2 separate regions of the Anas platyrhynchos genome follow, and region 1 is linked to region 2. The links are chromatin contacts, called in public Hi-C maps. All regions are on one chromosome and are shown on one strand. Each heading gives the region's core, a stretch centred on a gene start, on an enhancer-like site or on the middle of the called end of the contact. The rest is flanking DNA. Distances are from core to core; before and after follow the strand shown.

Region 1 (6,512 bases), core at 1,836-4,335, 650 kb before region 2:
ATCTCAGCATTAGTACCTGAAATTAATGCAAAAACTGTCACTAAGAACCATGAGAAAAAAGGGTAAGGATGATTGAACCTGACTTTCTGATAACAAGGCCACAAACTTTTCTTTCTAACCATTTAGTATGGTAAATATTTCTTATAATCTCTGTTTGATCTTATCACTAACATCTAATTGAAAATATCACTTATGCTTAATTGAAAATATTAGTATTTAATTGAAAATGTTGTTGATATTCCACAGGCCACTGACCATGGCATAAGACCATGACTTCAAAGGATTTAATAAACATGAACTTGATTTTAAGAAAATATTAAAATAGAGTTAAAATATAAAGCCTAATATCTGGTTGGTAATTGTATAATTTTGAAAGTGGTCTTGTGTTTCACTTTTCCAAATTGCTACATAAAACAAAGGATAAAAGTAGGTCCCAAACTGCTTATTTTTTCAAAATTTCAAATCTTTTTCTCGTTAATTGATTTTAACAAATACATATATAGGAATGGAGCATTAGCAGTGATATAATCTTTGCTTTATAAGTATGTCTTTTACTGATTTTGGTGCAATCACTCTGGAAAGTAGCAGCACTGCTTTTCTTCCTTAATGTTAAAATCCTTCCAGTTTCCAGGATAACTGTATTTCTTACCAGTTACACCTATCCACTTTAAAATTTTCAAGTAATTTGCCTAAAAAAAAAAAAAAAAACAAAAAAAAAAACTTCTAGAGAGACTTGAAACTCTTAAATCTAAAGGTATCTGGGAAATCACCTGTGCTTAGGGTTTTCAGTGCCTGAGGTTCTGAGCCAGTACTCAAAGTTGACAACTCTTACCAATTCCTCTCCACCCCTGCCATATTGCTGTATTATTAACTTTTCTTTTATTCTACAATTCAGATAAAGTCAAATTAGATAGTCCATACAGCTTCTTCTAAATCATACTGCAGAATGATAGAGGGAAATACATTCTACAAGGAGCTTTAAGTTTGTAAGAGAAACAGGGGCTTTTCATGTTCTCTGCTCTTTGATGTATTTGTTGATTCAGTGCACGTGACAAGTCCAGTGAATGAACAATCATGGTACTGTCAGACAGGAAAGCATGAAGCAGTTTTCATGGCTGCAAAGAATAAGCTACAGATAACCAAAGGAAGATGGGCATACTGCCCACAGTAGTGCTCCAGAGAAAAACAACCCACTGCACAGGCTCAGGACCTGCTGGTCAAAGCAAAATTTAAAGTTCCTTCAGGAAATAATAACCGAGGACTCAAGTCTTATATGATCAATACCCATCAAAATTTTCAGGCCAGATGACTCATCATACATTCTGAAAGACTGCTATTCTATGCATGCACTTAAAGTTGCTTCCCCTTCTTGCCCTAAAACTCTCAGCGTGGGTACTGGTTAAATGTATATTCTGCCTAGGGGCCTAAGCACAGCGTGCTCACCAGACTGTTTCTGCTCACTCAAATGAGTAAGATGAGGCTAAGTGTGACCAAAACTATACAAAATGCGAGACAGTCCAGAAGTGGAATGTTAGCATGCGAGCATATCCCAATTACTATCTCAGTCAGTAGATTTCTGGTAAGCACTAAGCAAATAGCAAGTCATTGCAGTCAATTCTGAAGCATGCTGGTAATAAACAGAGCACTCAGGAATGGCTATTTTGTAGCTCTTATGCTCTACCAAGACAACACTTTAAAGTGAAGTTTAACAACAGAATAAAAGGATTTACCTTAAAATAACTGAAATCAAATATGATATCTCCATACTTTTGTTGATCAGCCTTGTCCTTCAGCCTGAAAACACCAGGAATAAATTCTGAGAGTCTTAAGAGTTCTGCAATGATGGCATTTCCACAGGAGACAATCCGAAGAATTGCCTGACCACAGAGATTATTTTCAGCAAGAAAATCAACCATCGTGGAGCCGGAGGTGAACACGTAGCACAGGCCCTGTTAAGTCTGTTTCTGAACGTTAGTTTTCAGGTGATTTGAAGAAGAATGAGAAACCTAGCTGCTCCATCAGCAGTGCCTGTAAAAACAAAACCACACACATTCAGTGCTTCATGTTTGTATTTTTTATAGTTTAATCCATGCAGATTTTAAGCACAGGCTGAAATCTTTCAGTTGAAAGATAAATGCTCTGTTTAAAGCAGCTGGTGAAGTGAAAAAAGTGCATTTAAATCATCTTTAGTATATACCCAGCCTTTGAATCAGTCACCTGTGCAACCAGGCAAGACAAGCACGGTTTCTTGGACCAGAAAATCTGAAGAGAAAGGTTAAAGAATGAAAAGATCACAAATATCAAAGCAATTGATGCCAAACAGGAGATGGTAGCAAGGAAAACAAAACACGTTATGTGTCTATAATAGCTTAAAATACAAACGAAGTAACTGTAACGGGATTTAGCAAAACAAGGAAAACTTGTTGCAGCAAAAGGGCCAGCATTTGTGCTGCAGCCATTTATTTATTGACATTTTTTCCTTCAAGATATGCAGTACAGCACCGTTAAAACTAAGCTTTGATTTTTTAGGAGCCTTTACGGGAGGCTTCGAGATGACTTTAGTTTTTTAACCAAGACCTTTCCAAGCCCCTTGTGACAGCGGGGGCGCCCCTTCAGCCCCCTGACCCGACCCGGGAGCCTGCCCGTCCCGTCGTGTGGAGCCCTGCGGGGTGTAACAGGATGCAAACCCGATGCAACAGGACTGGGCTTCAAATTGCATCTCCCCCACTCCTTGTCGGGCTGTAGGGTGCCTTTTTAACCCGAATACCCCACCCAAGCCCCCCGAAACGCCCCCCCGGTGCAGCGCAGCCCCCTCAGCCCCGGGCGCTTCCCTATCCCTGTCCCTTCCCCTCAGCCCCGGGCACTTCTCCCGGCCGCCCTGCCAGGCCCTCCCTTGCCCCTCACCGCCTGGACGAGCCCCGGGGAGACCTCCTCGGAGCCAGCCCCATGCCTCAGGGCTGCCGACAGCGAGGCGAGCTCCGGCTTCTCCCCCCAAAAAACCCTCTTCCCCGCCGCGGCGGTGGCAGCACGGCGGGAGGCGGCGGCGGCCGTGCCCAGCCCTCCCATCACATGATGGCGCCGTCATGTGGAGAGGCGCCGGCTGATGAGGCGGTTCCGCCGCCTTCCCGGCCCGCCTCGCCAGCTCCTAGCACCGAGGGAAGGTTCGGTGGCCCTCGGGGACCCCTCCGAGACCCCTCCGGGCTGCAGCGGCTGGCTCTAGGTGAGCAGCGGGCGCTGCTGAGGGAGCCCCCCCCGCCCGCTCCGTGCCCCCTGAGGGGATGGAGGGGGACCGCTGCCCTCCGGGTGGGACTGGCGTAGGGCGGCCGGGAGGTCTCAGCTTGGGGTCAGGGGGCGAGATGAGGGGATGGAGGCATGGGGAAAGGAGCTTAATGCTTGGGGGGCTCCTCTCCACACCGCTGTGGGAGGGGAGTAGCGGCCCCATGGGGCAGGCGGTCACCCAGCAGCCCGGGAGGTGGGCGCCTCTGGGTCCCCGCCTCGCGTGTTGGGAGGGTGAAGGGTGAGGAAGCCAGGTCGCTTGCTCAAATCTCAAAGTTATGTGGTAGAAGATGAAGTGTAATTTGAGGTTTCTGCTCTGCAGCCCTGTTTGGACCATTTGGTCGCTTATCATGGAAAGAAACCTGCCTCGCTGCTTGCACTTGGTCGCTTTTTCAACTCTAGGTCTTGCTTGTGTCTTCCTGAGGTGAGGTGTGCTGGGGTGGGAGTTGCAAGAGGATGCACCCAGTTAAGACTTTTTCTGGCAAAAAAGGCTGAAAAGCTGTACAGGTTTACAAAACTGTACAGGTTTACAGCAGTAAAACCAGTGAGGATGTGGCTATTCCTCTGCTGGCAGCATGGACAGCTGCAAGCTGATGTTGAAGAATTCACTTAGACAATTTGAGAGGGAAATCTTTGGGATCAAAAACAATTTCTCTATATATAAAGCTTATTTTTCTTATATATATATATATACACACATACATATATACATATGTATGTATTTTTGTTTGAGAGAACTTACATTGTCTTTCAAAACACAAATTGAGATACAGTGGTTTATATACCAATACAGTAGTATGACCTAATATTGTAAACAGTAACTTAAGTTTCTGTTCGGCTTGGTCAGTGCTTCCACAAATCTTAAGAGAAAGAGGAAGCCCGTTTAATTTTGCACTATTGTTTTTTTCAGATTCCTGTCTTTCAGTGTATATCTGTGAAATTCCCAAAAGAACAGCGGCCTTGCTTGATTAGTCAGATTTAGCAGGTTCAGGAAGTCCATTAGGTTCTTGCTGTTAACTTTGATGCTCTAAATAGGCCCAGAAAGATAAAGCTGATCACATGATTTTGTGTGACTATTTAATGGTGTATGAAATTTGGAGCACAGAGGTTCTTTACAAATAGTCTTGGTAAGATAGCAAACAGCTGCTTAAAAAACCAAAGCTAAAATAATAGCAAATGCTTTAAGTTGTTCTATTAAATATATCTTGAAGAGCATCTTTTTATTTCTTTTTTTTTTTTTAAACTTTCACAGGGTTCTGTAAGGAACTTTTTGCATGTCTTCTGCTGTCAGTCTGACAGCATCCAGAGGTAACAATTGCTGTCTTTTGACAGGGAGAGCATGAGCTGAGCTTACTGGAGCAATTGTTGAAGACTGCTGCCTCTTCTCTGGCAAGATGCTCCTTTAGAACGGAAGGAGAGGAAGTTAGTTAATACGGAATTCAGAAATCCAAGTTGTGGCAAACGCAAAAAATCACTATATCGTTAAAAGCTGTTGTAAGCCCATGACCTGAAAGCAGTGTCATAAAAGATGGTCTTGAGTAGCCAAACACATTTTTGAAGCAGGAAAAAACCCAAAAAGATATGAAAGAAAACATTAGGAGAGGAGAGACTGTGATGGCAGGTACTCAGGTCTCACAATTTGCACGATGTTAATGAGGAACATGGCAATGTTATTCATGTTAGGATGAGCATAAGATGTAGTTCTGGAATCCCAGGGTAAGTAGTAGAGGGAGAGAGGGAGATACAGCCTTAGATATGCAAACCATGGGCAAAGCTTTATCCTTTAATAATTTGCATATTTCTGTTGGATTGTGGCCTGTCAAAGGCTTTTGTTGATATACCAACTCATCCCCTTGTAATTTTGGGTACTATTTAGATAAAATTTCTACTGTATATCAATTTTGGTTATGGATTCTGTTCTCTCCCTCCTTCAATACGATCGGAGTGTAGTCCCTGAAAATCTCAGTTACTGTTTACATGGACTGATACAGTATTTCTGTCTGTCCAAGACTTTTATAAACAAGTGTGTTTTTAAAGCTGAGCAGAAGTTTTCTTATCTCCTGGAGCTTAAAGTATAAAACTGTGCGCACTGGATCCTTGCTTCTTATAATACCTACATGTCGTCCAAGCAAGTTATGGTAAAGCATAAAAAAGGAAGGCTAGAAGCTGAAACTTTTGAGGGGAGATCACCAACTGATATGAACAGTGTGGATAGGGATGGCGTAAGCAAACTGACTTGAGGGTTACGTTAATGACAGAGGAGAAGCAGTTAATCCCAGGAAAGTTGTAGGTTGTGGGTCTGTATTGGGGAAGGTGATGGTAAAGAAGCAAACGTGATTCTCGTGTGATGCTGTTGTGTGCCAGTGGAACGTTGCTACTAACAACACAGTCTGTGACAACGTTGGGGTCAGCAGGCACCATTTGTAAGGTGGGCGTTTATTTAAAAATGATGTTAGATGATTTACTGCTGAATACATTTTTAGAGCATTTGCCCTTTATTTATTTATATTTTTCCCCACTGGATAAGCTGTTGAAACACGCTTGTAGATGGTGGGGCTGAATTTGATGTGAGAGTCATATTTCTTACCAGCCTGGCTGCTAGTGTGTCTAGAAAACGCAGGCAAATCTTGGGGCATGTGGGCTTTCTTCAGAGCTGAAATAGAGCAGTAATTTTCAAATTAGCATTATCACTGAGTTTAAATTTCATTGTGGTTTAGCAATGGAAATGAGCAGGTGAAAATGGCAAGTTGGTTTTTGGGGTTTAGTTTTGCTTAATATTTGCTTTATGTTGAATATGAAGGCAATTGAAAACCTCTGGTGAGTTGCAGTTCCACTGACACTTCAGAGAATCCTAGAATGGCTTGGGTTGGAAGGGACCTTAAAGATCATCTGGTTCCTACCCCTGCCCTGGGCAGGGACGCCTCCCACCAGCCCAAGTTGCCCAAAACCCCATCCAGCCTGGCCTTGAGCACCTCCAGGGATGGGGCATCCACAGTTTTCTCTGGGCAGCCTGTTCCAGTACATCACTCGTGAGCTAAGATTTCATCCCTGCTCTGTAGTGTTTCAGCCATCCTGTGAACACTGCTATTTGCACTTTTATCTTCCAAATTCTTCAGGTGTAAACTGCATTCAGAATGTTCTATCTGTTATTTCCAGAGTAACGATTTCAAGATGCCAGGGGCTGTAATTTCGTTCAACTCCGTGGACTCCTCTCTCTCATCTCTGAAAAACTGCCA
Region 2 (6,366 bases), core at 3,508-6,007:
GAGCTTGGTTCAGCTTGGGAACTCATGTGTTTCTGCTAGTCACTTACCTGACAGTGTCTGGATGGGGTTATCTACAGGTGAACAAGTCACCCTGGGCTCCTCCCTTCACAGACTCAATGCTGTTTAGGGTGCAGTTCACCTTCATGTATGCCTACATTTGCTTGGATGAACCACATCAAAGTACCTGTTGGCTGTACGGACTAGATCTCCATTGACCACCCAGGGACCACTTAGTACCTGAGATACAGACACTTGTATCAGAGACACCAAATGTTAGTCCAGGTGAGTCCTATAAAACACGTGGGATTTGGGTTTACAAGCCTCTGCTAAAGTCTAATAAGCTTCATTTTGGTTGTCCTTGGCTATCTTTGACTTTAAAGTGAAGTCAATATACTAGAGGCACCTCTGTTTGGTCAAGGGAATCATGCTCTGTGCATCTCTTTGATGGCAAATAAGTGGTGTGAACAGCTGTTGTCATCAACACAGGAGTACGCTGCGGCAAAGACAGAAAGAGTGCTGGGTTAACTGCTTAGTCCAATATAATCTCTATAGGTTGCAATCAGAGCAGGATGATGTAGATGTACATCAAAATGTATCCTGACCAGAAACAGTGGCTTACCACTTCTTAACAGAGAAGCTGAAGTTCAGTGAAAAATCCTCACAGCCATGTGATGGCATAAAGCGCACTGGACTTCAATTAACCATTTTTCTTCTATATATTCTTCTCTCTCTCTCTCTCTATATATATTTCTTCTCCTATTGGGCCCAGAGGTGAGAGAAAAACTCCTGTTGGCAGTATGAAAAGCCCCATAAATATTAATCCATATGTGCACATCTGTTGGGGTTGTTCAGCCTGGAGAAGAGCAGGCTACAGGGAGACCTTCTAGTGGCCTTCCAGTACTTAAAGGAGGACTACAGGAAAGTTGAGGTAGGATTTTTTAGAAGAGTATGTAGTGACAATACAAGGGATAAATTGTTTTAAACTAAAAGAGGTTAGGTTTAGATTAGATATAAAGAAGAAACTGTTTACTATAAGAGTGATGAGGCACTGGACCAGGTTTCCCAGAGAAGCTGTGGATGCCCCATCCCTGGAGGTGCTTAAGGCCAGGCTGGATGGGGCTTTGAGCAACTTGGTCTGGTGGGAGGTGTCCCTTCCTGTCTAGGGCAGGGCATTGGAACTAGGTGATCTTAAAGTCCCTTCCAACCCAAACCATTCTGTGGTCTGCAGTCCTAGGTGGAATATTTCCTATGGTTGAAGGAAAGAGGAAGCTGCCATGATGTTATTCCAGGTTTGACCAATAAGCAGCAATTTATACTTCTAAATGAGATATCTAGAGGTGCCCACCAAAAAAAAAAAAAAAAAATCAAAAATCAACAAACAAACAAACAAACAAAAACCTTCAGTGAAAAGAAAAGAGTAGATGGAGTTAGACATTATAGAGAAAAGCAGAAAAGATTTGAGTGAGAACTGGCACAAGTTGTCCATACAGGCATACAGGCTGTGGAGTCAGTCCTTGGAGATCTTCAAATTTGCCTGCATGTGGGTCCTGGGCACCCTGCTCTGGGTGTCCCTGCTTGAGCAGGGTTGGACCAGAGGGCCTCCAGAGGGCCCTGCCAGCCTCAACCAGTCTGCAATTCTGTGATTAGCTTTGACCAGACAAAGCAATGTTTCTGAGCCTAAGTCCTGCCGAGCATTTTTATAAAGAACTAACTATGTTAATTCCACCACCTTATTCAGATTTTAATCAGATCCTGTGCTCAAATGAGCTGTTTCAAGCACTGGAACTCAGTGGCCCAGGAGAGCTCAGCTCAGAGGTTGGGTTTGATCTGCAGTGAAATTGTTGTTTTCACTCAATTTCCCAGCTGAGTTGCCTCTGGCACAAAGGGTCAAGTGATTTGAGTGAATTGTCCTTGGCTCATTCAGGATCAAAGCACAGGTTTTGCCTGGTTCCACTTCTTTCCTCCACCCACACTGTTAAAGGATCACTGAACCTTTGGTATCCAGTCCCTGATAAGCACAATAGGCAGTGATAAGCGAAAGCAGAGGAAAAAAATAAAAAATAAAACACACAGAGTTATTTCCTTTGAGCAGATACCAGAAAGTAAATTGGTAGAGAAGAAGAAGTTTCAGTCTACTCACACCAAAGAAGCAGAGTAGTGTAATGCAAGATTTCTGCCTGGAGAGGCTATTGGAGGATAGGATGTGTGTCTGTGGTGCCAGGGGAAGGAAGGGAAAGAAAGGATGTGCCTGTTGGTGCTATGCAGGTAAGGAACTCTGAAATCTCTTCTTTGTTCAACATTATCTCAACCTGTGTTTATGAAGGTTAATAAGCAGAGGAGTGGGCATCTCATCCTGCCTTAACTTGTCTTATTTTGTAATTCCAGGCAAGATGTTGTTTTTCTGTCATTCCCAGAAAAGCCAAGAGCCAAGCCTGCACCTCTGAAGTTGTCATTGTTAGTGAGGCTCAAAAGGACTTTCAGGAGAGTATTCATTGCAAGTAGCACCCTTATTTATATTTTTGGATTAGTGTAGTACAAGCATTGGAAGAATTTCATGTTATTTTTGAATGTTGCTGTGGTCACATTATGCCCAGAGAAGAGCCAAGAGTGTAACACTGAGGGAACGGAGAGAAATCTTCAGTAAGAGGATTCAATGTTTCATACCTTCTAAGTACAGCTAGTGCTTATGGTTGAACTTAAACTCTAGCACAGACTGCCAGTTTCCAGGAGAAAAAAAAAAAAAAAAAAGTAGGTGCAGAAATGACTGGTCTAATTTCTGCCATATTCTTCTTTGTAAAATTATTTTTGTGGCTAAGTGACTGAGGATAAATGGACCTGATTTGCAACATACGGCTTAGAGGGGGCCTTAATAGATCTGATTCACACAACTATTTGTTTTCAGAGTGATACATCCTTTCTAACCATACCAAATAACCCACTTGCTCTTTGTATTTTTGGGAAAATAGCCACAGAAATATCTATAGATATTTCAAACGTTATTTTTCCTGACTATTTAGAGAATTTGGATAAGAAAATTTTAACAGGGAAGACCTCCTCAAACTGTTCTAGTGGCCAGGTTCAGCATCTGCTCTAAGCATTGGAAGACTGATTGAAGACCTGCTTCAAAGCAGGTGAACAAACCTGAAGATACCAGAGCTCAGTAAGAACTCTAGCTCATTAAGCTCCAGCTTCAAGAGGAGGGCTTCCAGACTTCGCCTTCCAGAGAGGGCTGATCCAATAAGTTTTGTGTTTTTTTGTTTTTTTTTTTTTAAACACTGGTGGAGCTGGCCCCAAAGTCAGGAAAAAGGAAGTAGATATCCAAGTCCTTTGTATTAGGGGGACTTGGGTGGATCCACGAATATTCAGCAGCAAGAAAAAAAAGAAAAATCTGGGGATTTTCAGTTATTCCTGGGTAAGTAGCATCTTCACAAGGACCTAAATTATCTAATAAATGCTTGAAATAGGTGGATGTGGGTTAATATTTTCTCAAGTTCCAAAGATTTTAAGAAGGCATGCTGTTACTTGCCTTTACCAAAAGAGGGTTGTGATGCCAAGCACACTACACTTGCAATGCACAGAAGGATTTTTTTGGTCAGAATGTTGAGTGGCCAATCTGAACTGTCAGAGCCTGTGTACATTTGGTCAAGAAATTATATAGGAATACAATATTTAATGACATATCTGATATTTCCTGTATGTACTGACTCCCTTGGCAAAAAGAGCCCTCTTGCAGTGGTGGTATAAATTTCTCTGATCCCTGACAAAACATTAAGATAGAAAGGCCTATGACAATGCAAAGAAAAGGGTCATTAAAATAGTTTTGACTCAAAAAGTTCAGGGTGAGTTTGCAGTAAAAGTTTGCGAGTGGGAAATGATGCATTTCTCATTAAGTCCAAACCAGTTCTCCTGTCCCTGTTGATGATGTGCCCTTGTTTCAAACCAATTAAACGGGAGCTAATCTCTCTTGGTTTGAGACATGCTGTCTTTGTTACGTATAGTTTCTTTTGTGCCAAAAGTCCTAATGGATTTTTTGTAACCTACATCCATACTGGAGAATAATCATCTCTGTACAAACACAGAAGATCTGGTTCCTGAACCAGACAACTTTGAACTTGATTCAGGGCCAAATGAGGGAAAACTGAAAGGCTCCCATTGACTTCACTGAGTATTAGATCAGGCTGTCACTGTCTACATTCAGTCAAGGACATACAGCAGCTAATTTAAGGCCTATATTGTGAATGGGCTGAAAAGCACAATGACAATGCAGTACACATTCTTTTTAGCACCTGTCTTTGGTGAAGGGTGGCTGAAAAACTTCGTGGAAGAAGAGTTTTAAGAACAAATTCAGAACAATGACCATTCAACCTTGCTTGACTCTAATAGAGATCTCAGAAACACTTTTTCTGGGAAGTGGATAGAGTATCACAGGATTAATTAAAAAAATAAAAATAAAAAAATACAGGTTGAGATGAACCAGATTGACACATAAATGGCATGTAACTTCAAATACTTCTGCACTTGGACTTCTGAGTGATGCCTATGTTGTTCAAAATACTCCGGGAGATTCCTGATTGGAAAACCACACAGCCCTGCAAGCAAGGCAGCTAAGAAATAAGTATAATTTCAAAGGTAAAGTGGGTTTAAAGGGTTCATTCTACAAGCATCCTTGTAAATGTGCTGTGCCGTAAATATCCAGCTCCTTTAACCAACTCTTCAGTTCCTGGGAGTCAGGCCTGAACACAACTCACGGTGATACACCACCACCATGTGGTCGTTGCCAGGAAAAAATAAACTATTATGGAATAGTTGGGAGGAACTTGGGCCGATGTTTCAAAACTTGGGAGATATTTAGTTACTGTGGTAACAGAAGATCCTAAAGCACTTGGCCACTATTATTTAATGTGTTGTCAGCAGTTTCCAACACTGCTATAATGTGAACATTTACTGGGTATGTCTGTGAACAGTGAGACAGAAAATCCATGCTTTTCCAACCTCTGGTCCCCAGGCCTGAAGTAAAGCCAGGCACAGAAGGAGGTACTCATGCACCGTCAGGTGATGTAGTCCTTCAGCATTTTAACCTCTCTGGACATCCTTGTAATAGGTTCTGGAATGGCTGGGACTGAGTAAAGAGATTGTCTGCATTGCTGGGAACAGCTTGGGGTATTCTTTTTCAAGGCAGCAATAGCATTCTTTGAAAATACTTCCTTAATATGTGCTTTAGAGGCAAATACTGCATGGTGATATTGTTTTGTTATGGTTTTCCTGTAGAGTTTCTAATTCATTTTGAGTTCCAGAGATATCTGGGAAAGGTCGGGGAGGTTTCCACTTTTATTAGGGTTGGGTGGGAAGCAGCACCTTGAAATATCCCTTTCTGTAGGGGGAAAGGGATTTCCCCTATGCAGAAGGCTGAGCGCTCTTTTTGCTTAGTGAGAGGGATCGCATTCCTTATTCTGATTTTGACAAATACTGTTATCATCCTTACTGCGGTCTGTAGGACTTTCCAGAGGGGAACAAGAAACAGACTTTATAGACAGTTTCTGCAACACATTTTTCTGTTGCTTTTCTTTTGTGGTTAGTAACTGCAGGGGGATGAGGACCCAGCCTACTCTGGTCTTTGAGGAGTTTTTCAGGTTATGCATTAATTGTCTATGCAAAGATAAGGCTCTGGGCTCCTTGCCTTATTCCTATTATTATTATTATTATTATTATTATTATTATTATTATTATTATTATTATTATTATTATTATTTTCCTTGTCTTCACAATCCCAAACTCTTTTTTACTGGGGGTTTTAATGAACCTCCAAACACAAGTCTTTGTCAAATATATTAGTAAGGCACTTCTATGTGATGGATCCAGACGCATCTTCAAAGCAGAGTAAGGCAGCTGTTCCTCTTTTTCAGACTCTGTAGCGTAAAAGAGCCTTTAAGCAGAGACCCTGAAAGAAAAGCATCCTGACCTTCTATTGTAGAGCCATGCAGGGATTTTTGCTTCCAAAATACTAACCACTTGCACAGGTACATAATAGCAAGGAGGAGATATGTAACCATACTGCAGGAATATATCCAACCACACCAATAAATAACTCTGTTTGAACTATTTATCTGGTCTTCTAATAGCTCACTGCTTCACATGTATTTTCCTCCCATCTTTATGGGCCTAACTCTGGAAGGTGCAGATTGGTTTTCGCATGCCTGAGGGTGTGGAACTGTAACGAAGCTTTTCTCTGCTCTAACAGCTTAACCTCTCTTTCTCTCTGCAGCAGTGGTGCTCTTTAATAAAAGTGCTGGGATGTGGATAGAAGGCTTTCTCAAGGGCAACATCTCTCCCTTATTTCTGCTTCCAGTCACCTCCGTCATATTTTCC

Evidence for each region. Hi-C and Micro-C count contacts between places; a contact is called where the count stands out from the background.
Region 1: a contact with region 2 is called in a Hi-C map of liver, with 5 times the contacts expected there. The contact joins the promoter of WASHC5 here to the enhancer-like site in region 2. A contact is called at or near these places in 3 of 8 Hi-C or Micro-C datasets (liver, skeletal muscle and subcutaneous adipose tissue).

Annotation. Positions count from the first base shown.
Region 1 is chr2:11,346,123-11,352,634 of IASCAAS_PekinDuck_T2T, reverse strand. It overlaps WASHC5 (WASH complex subunit 5), which reads right to left and starts at 3,085. Exons shown (of 29, transcript XM_072034312.1): 1 at 2,905-3,085; 2 at 1,731-2,028. The coding sequence starts at 1,916. It overlaps NSMCE2 (NSE2 (MMS21) homolog, SMC5-SMC6 complex SUMO ligase), which reads left to right and starts at 3,078. Exons shown (of 7, transcript XM_038173778.2): 1 at 3,078-3,220; 2 at 6,433-6,512. The coding sequence starts at 6,448.
Region 2 is chr2:10,702,367-10,708,732 of IASCAAS_PekinDuck_T2T, reverse strand. LOC110352457 (a long non-coding RNA gene) reads left to right here and starts at 1,951. Exons shown (of 4, transcript XR_005263887.2): 1 at 1,951-2,265. Within about 2 kb of position 4,757, at least 1 of the 8 cell types and tissues checked has an H3K27ac peak or open chromatin away from gene starts, as enhancers often do.